Regions from separate parts of the Mus musculus genome. Here region 2 is linked to region 1. A link is a contact called in public Hi-C data. All regions are on one chromosome and are shown on one strand. The core of a region is the stretch at or near the end of the contact, and the rest is flanking DNA. Distances in the headings are between cores, read along the strand shown. Region 1 has its middle 60 kb from the start of Gm15326. Region 2 overlaps Gm15322 (a long non-coding RNA gene).

The links. Hi-C and Micro-C count contacts between places; a contact is called where the count stands out from the background.
Region 2: a contact with region 1 is called in a Hi-C map of cerebellum, with 1.6 times the contacts expected there. The contact joins two enhancer-like sites. A contact is called at or near these places in 1 of 39 promoter capture datasets (liver), 9 of 484 Hi-C or Micro-C datasets (cerebellum, cerebral cortex, female germline stem cells and 4 more) and 1 of 115 datasets of contacts at active chromatin or transcription factors (neural progenitor cells).

Annotation. Positions count from the first base shown.
Region 1 is chr13:111,926,643-111,930,088 of GRCm38.p6, reverse strand. No RefSeq gene overlaps it. Among named protein-coding and RNA genes, the nearest start is that of Gm15326, 60 kb to the right of the region's middle. Within about 2 kb of position 1,273, at least 33 of the 459 cell types and tissues checked have an H3K27ac peak or open chromatin away from gene starts, as enhancers often do. A contact at or near this core is called in cerebellum, where this site is marked.
Region 2 is chr13:112,044,360-112,047,988 of GRCm38.p6, reverse strand. It overlaps Gm15322 (a long non-coding RNA gene), which reads right to left. Exons shown (of 3, transcript XR_382921.2): 3 at 1-94. Among named protein-coding and RNA genes, the nearest start is that of Gm41061, 4.6 kb to the right of the region's middle. Within about 2 kb of position 1,293, at least 9 of the 459 cell types and tissues checked have an H3K27ac peak or open chromatin away from gene starts, as enhancers often do. A contact at or near this core is called in cerebellum, where this site is marked.

The sequences.
Region 1 (3,446 bases), core at 24-2,523:
ACATACATGATGTTCTGTAACTATATAAAATCTAGGGCTCACAAGTGAGAAGAAACGTGGTGTTTGTCTCAATTCACTTAATCTGATTGCCTCAGGTTCATTCATTTCCTGCACACCATACAACATCATTCATTTTTATGGCTAACCAATCTCTAGTGTGTATATAGAACATGTTTTCATTCCTTTTTTTCCTTTTAGAATGCAGTTAGGAATGATGCTAGTTTAGTAAAGTAGAACTTGTAGGTTCGTCTCCAAGATCCATGACTTCAGCCACCTTGACGAGTGGGCTAGATTTCCAATGCCCGACATGATTTCTCTCCTGTTGAGAAGTAGATCACATTTTCTTTTTCTGTTCCTTGGTTAGCTTAGCTGCTAGGATAATGCTTCAGCAAACATTGATGTGTAAACATCTTTGCTATGTTGACTTGATGTCTTTTGAGTAAAGACCCAGGAGTATTATTGCTGGGTCATACGGTAGATCGAGTTTTAGGTTTTTGAGAAACAGATACTCGTGATCACCTTGCTAGAATTTTATGTACATGGTCTAAGGAGCTCACACCACCACAGTAGTTATGCAATTATCTCTATTTTACAAATACAGAGACATAGTTTAGTGACTTCCCCACTGTGACATATCTAAGTGTGGCAAAGGAGAGATAGCCCGGAACAGCTAACCTTTGGCATGTACTATACAGTTTTCCCTTTCCATTATATCAGAACAGTATATAGACTTTCAGATCTCCCAGGGTACACCCATTCCAACATAACGTATGAAAAGGGAAGCTTACAGTTGGCAATATAAACCTTGAATGCGCTGGTGAAAAAGAAAATGGATTCATGAACAGACTCAGAGTTATGCTTTCAAGTTCAAATGCAATTGAGTAAGAAACTAAACACAAGATAAGAGTGGTCAGATGACTCAAAGAGCAAGCTTTATCATCCCAGCACAGTTGAAGAGGACGCAGTACAACATTGTAAGAAGAACCATTAAAATATGACTATTATCGTGTCTTTATCATTCCCATAGCAACCTAGTATTCCCTGCCAAAAAAATAACTCAGTAGGCACCAAGAATTTTCAGCTACTCTTTTAGCACCAAACCCTTCCCACAGCCATTTGTATTAACATTTGCAAAAGATTTATTTCCCTTTGATTCAAATAATTCCACATTCCCAAGAATATCTGGACTGGAGCATGTCCAACTGCCCGCAGGGTCTGCAGCCGTCGCCTCTGTCCTGGGTAGCTCGCTCAGTGCCCATGAATAGCTCATTGTTGAAGACAAACCCACTGCAGAGAACAGAGGAAACACAGAAGAAGAGTCAGTGCCATGATCTGGAGACCAGTCTGGACTTCCAGCAATGAAGCTGGCAGCAGCAGCAAGCACCCCAGCCTGTTGTGAATTGGGGTGACCAGTGCTTCCCAGATCAAGGCTCCCTGAAGGTATTCCCCACTTCAGAATCCACCAGCAACTTACCTCCAGACATACTGAACCTAGATCCTTCTGTATAACCAAAAAGAAAACAATATAGGCTGAAACTCAAACTGAAAAATCAACCTCAAGCATTTGTATCAGGATCAAACACGGGTGCTATAGAAAAATACAAGATCGCTTTCAAGTAGTCTGCATGGCTTAACAACTGGCCAAAAATTTAAGAAGGGTTCTCACTTGATGAAGACTGAACTCTCAAATCTGCTCTGATGTTTGCTACTGACTTTCTACAAATATTCTGTTTATCCACTCAGGCTAATCAGCACATCAGAGAATGAACTAAGTGCCCACTTCAAATCAAGGGTTAAAAAGAATTATACCTTTTAGCTATTTGAGGGTGGTCAAAGAAACTCATAAGTTGTTTCGGTGATTGAACCAAACTCAGTTGCAGAGTTAATCAAATGTGGCATAATGCAGTCTTTTGACATAGGGATCATATTTGCCATCTCAGACATGTACTGGTCTACAATTAATGCCTGATGAGTATAACTTAGTAGCCACAAGCTTGTATTTTTGAGCATATGACTAATTTTAAAAGTTATACCTCCTGGTACTTATCCAGTCCTTCTTCAACTTATTTAGGATTTTACATTTTTACATAAGTCAGAAAAACACCATGATTATGGATAAATTTCCAGCCATATTCTTTTTCTTCCGGCATTCACAAATGCATCAAAACGTATTAGAGAAAAGTGATAAAGGGATCCAGTATGGTCTGGGGATTTGGCTTAGCAGTGTCATGCTTACCTAGTACATACACGGCCCTGAGTTTGATCCCTGGCACTACAGGAACACAGAAACAGCAGTGTGATTCAGTGGAGGTCACAACCTATCTGCAAATCCAATGGCCACGTCTTTTCAAGTAAACACATATCTGACTTTACACTCTAGGGGAAGGAGGGGATCACGCTAACTTGTTCTGACACACACTCCTCCTCCCCAACTGCTCTATTTACCATTCCTGAAACTAAAGCCAGAGGCCACACAGAATCTGAACCTCTAACCTATGGACATAGCCTTGTCTTCACTGAGGCCATTAGTGTATTAAAAACACAATGAAGAGCTGCTGGTTGGGCAAAGTCATTTTTCCTTTGACATTTAATTATCAGTAGAAAAGTATTTCTGTCTTAATACCCACATTCTGGCATATAATTACTGTAATAAAGTCTACTTCTTCCCTTTGGGTGACCGCTGCCAGTACCATGAAATCATGGCAATGGTTGTAAAAATAAGGGAGGTCACAGCCCTCCCCCACACACATACACACCCACTCTGCAGCTGATATTAAATAGCTTTGGTGGGAAAAGGCAGACCTTTAAACCCTCTACCAAACTCAATGCATTCTGCATTTAACTTCTTCCTTAAAACAGTTAGTGACGGAAGAATTCAAAAACTGCATATGGCCATGAGGGAGAAAAGAAGGCGCTCATACTTAATTAGCTACTAAGCCCAACTTGGACGAGGCATAACAACAACCATTTCTTTGTGCTAACTATCTTTAATGATATGCATTACATGCATTGGCCTGCCGGCTGCCCAGGCTGTTCCAGCTTCAGTTGTCTTCGCTTCTGGCAAAGGGCAACAATGTGGAAAGTCTCCATTTTGACATTTTGCCACTTTGGCAGAGAGAACTCCTAACAGCACGAGTACCCTCTGAACCTCTTCACTGTGGTCTCATGGCCACAAGATAGATGGTTGAAATCCAAGCGTGTCACATACTGGATGGATAGTCACCGCATGCTTTGGACAGCACTCCAGGTTTCGATTTGTCCTCTCCAGCATAAGCCAGTCAGATATTTTAATCCGATCACTTTCAACTCTCTTCTTATATAATTTCCCTGCTCCCAACCAAGACCTGAGTCAAGCCAATTCAGAATCATAAAAAGGACAGACAGGCCTCTGAGGGAATAGCTTGTCGATTTTTTTTTTAAATCCTCTACTTCATTATGTAATGAAA
Region 2 (3,629 bases), core at 44-2,543, 120 kb before region 1:
CCTCGGAGTCTTTGAAGGGCTTCTTCTCTTAGGGAACTTTGCATGTGTTATTGCGAATGGCGTTCAAAATGCCAGGATCCTAAGTCTGGACGAACTGTGCGATATGACAAAAAAAAAATGTGGCACATATTTTATTTCTTCTATTACCTAAAGAATTTTGTCTTTAATCTGTGTTAGGAAGAAAAATGAAAACCAAAGCCATTACTCTGACAATTTCACCTAAAAGCATGCTTGCTTTTATTTCCCAGAATTACTTTCATGAACTGATACAAATGTAAGTGCTTGTTAATGTGACATAGTCTCCCAGGACCTGGGAAGCCATGTGCAGCTCCCCATCCAATGTCACCGGAGTCTTCCAAGGAGCCCAGCCCTTTTGTATCAGAGTCCACTCCCTGCATTGCATTTTCAGTGCTAATTTTATTGTGGGGTGCTAATGTTTTTATTATATGCTCTTAAAAGTGTTCTTCTCACGGACAATCCTTATCTCTCAGATAACAATAGCTGGCAGACTGAGCAAACACGGATAATCTTCTGTCCCTCTTAGGATATGTGCCTGATTCCTCTCTCACTAACATAGAGGAATGAATAAATACAATACATTTTCTATCGTGTCCCCTCATTATCTGACATTAGCTATTTAGTGTTTTGATGTTTTTGACACCTAAGTTAAATCACAATTCTGATGATTTAACACGTCTCATCTTTCTTAAGACTCGTGGTAAGAACATTTATTTGTCTGATGATAATGTTTGCAACTATCTTAACATGCAAGTGTCAGCATTACCTTAGATACCTCACATTTTGACTTCAAATTCTCACTTGGCTCTGAAAAAGAAAACCTTTCTATCTTCTTAGCTAAGCCTCTCCCTGGTATTCTAGAAATAAGAAGAAAATATAACACACATAACCTAGCTCACCCGTTGTCCCTTTATCTCCTGCCTACAACATTTCACAGTCATGCGGGGTGGGGTGGGGTGGGGTGGGGTGGGGTGGGGTGGGGTGGGGTGGGGTTGTCTTTGGAAGCAGTTTAAGGAGTTGATCTCTGCCGGAGACTGGAGACAGGCAAGCAGGAGTCATCAACTACGGAGGGCATCTTTCCTAGACAGAAGTTCTTTCACCTGGTCACCTGGGTTGTCATTCCTCACAGGATGAAGAAACAAGGTCCCTGGAAGCTTCGATTCACAGCTGCCATCTCGCCACCAGTGGCGGATGGCTTCTTGGCCTATTCAGCTGAGGAGAGATGAATCCTTGGAACATATTGTACCAGGAGAGAGGAGAGGCAAGCCACCCAGAGTATCAGGGCCAGCTCTCCCAGGCGTGAAGGTTACACACAACCATCTGTACCAACAGCAAACAAGCTGGTTCATTTTATAAATAGAATAGTACTTGCTTCTGAAAATTCAACTGGCTTTTCATGAAGAACATCGGGATTTGTATTTCTGAGGCCTTTGCAAATTCTGCCCCTGCGAATCACATTTCGTTTGTGAGCCATACGCTAGTTGAATTTTAGGGCAGGACAGGATCTCACAGCTCATTTGGTTGAGCCTTTCCATCTTAGTGGTCCGGAAAATGAAGTGCATGGAGTTAAATGGTGTTTCCCAAGCTGTCAGAGCCAAGTTGTTGTGGTCAGAACCAACGGAACACTCCAAACAGTACTATAGAGGGGATACAACCAATCTTCGTTTATTTTAGTAATTAGGAAAGAAATACATGTTGGGGTGGGGAGGGAAGGAGTGGTTGACAGGACCCACTGTGTAGCAGGGTGTGTTTATCATTAGGAGTAAAAGCCTAGGCCTCCAGGTAAGCAGATGTTATTGGAGCCCAGCTCTACCACCTAGTAGCTGCAGAACTTTGAGCAGTTTCCCGCCGCTCCATCTCATCTGTGTCCTCACCTGCAAATGCAGGTGACAAGAGTCCAGCTGATGGCCATCAGCTGCTATCTTCCCTTGCTCACTTAGGACTCTGATCCTGGCTGCACAGTTAAAGCGGCAGGTTGATGGTTTCCCTCTGACCTTGAACTGTTCTCATAACCCTAACCGAAGTTCCCCAGATCTCAGCTTGCTTTCTCTAGATGCTTCGCGTGAAACTTGATCAGCCTGGAAGCCAACCCTGGCGGCTCCATTCCTTTTATTATGGCTGTGTTAGGTGTAGCATTGGAAACAATTGTATTGGCTGTGATGAGGAGCAGGGGTGGGGGTGGGGGGTGCTGGAAGATTTCTAACAAAAACACACTGGGAGGAAGACTGGGTGCTGCCATGTGTCCATGGGACACAGCAGTCTTCTGGAGTCATGAGCAGAGCTTGCTTAAGAACAGTACATCATATAGATGAGGGGAGAGCAAAAATGCAGAACTCTCAGAGCTTGGCATCCCTTCATCGTCTCACCTCTGTAGTCATCCTGTCATGGAATGGCTTGTTACACTAGCTAATAAACTATGTTGTGTAAGCCAATCTTACGTTATGTTACAGCTACGTGATAAATTGCCATGCTGGTACTTATATAAGGTTACTGAGAATGGTAAATTATAAATGCAGTGAGGGAAATGATTAGATAGTCAAGCCCAAATAAATATTACTTGTCACTCTTATTAGCTATATAGGAAGATATATAGTGAAAATATCTTTCACATAATACCCATTTTACTCTCTAGTGACACATTTTAATAATGTCTTATATATTCTCACATCAATTTTTAATAGTAAAATATTATATACATTTTTACTCAGTTCTAAGATGTTTTCCATATTTCCTTATAGATACATGGATGACACTTTAACTAGCCAAGCCAGTTGGAAAATAGCTCTAATCCTCAAGAGTGTGTTTCATTTAAATCTTCTGAAGATTTGGGAATATCGTCTTACAGATGAAAGCATCCGGTTTTCCAGAGTCCTTCTTTTAGCTGCACGAAAGAAGTGTGCTTAGAACTATCAGAAGACATGTGTAAGGGCATGAGCCATCCTGGGCACATTTGGGGCAGTACAAGAGGGGGATTATTGGTGGAACTGTGTTACAGTGTCTGTAAAGACAAGGTGGTTATCGCTGTGTGTGACTGTGGCAATGACTTGGTCCTCATCTATTGGCATGCCACTGTGTCAAGTGACTACCAGGACGTGGGATGCAGCTCTGGTCTCTAACAGCCTTATGCTATTTATTGTCATTACCAAAGGGTCTATGGAAATTCAATCAAAATTTGGGGTAGCCACAAGAAAATCCCAAAGCATGGGTGGTAGGAGACAGGGTCAGGAGTCAGCTAAAGTCTCCTCCAGAAATGACGAACAAAGAGGAAACATCTTGACAGTAACACATTTCAGAGCAGTCAGGGCTCAGGGTTCAGGAAGATATCTATGGACCTTCGCTTCCCCTAGAATTTGCAGAAACAAAGTGGTCCTCGAGCAACATGGGCCATGGGAATGCAGGAATGCTTGGAGCTGGGAACAGATAAAGGAAGTCATTAAAAACTTCCTGAGGGCACAAACCTGCCCCTGGAAATGTTCTGTTTCCAGCATGTGATCTAGGAACCACTTCCCGGTGGCTTATGGATAAAAATCTGCTATGATTTTAGTAGCAGTGTAGTGCCATTGTCTTTCCAGTAAAATCTATGGTTCTTATCCAACTCGTACATCAGAAAC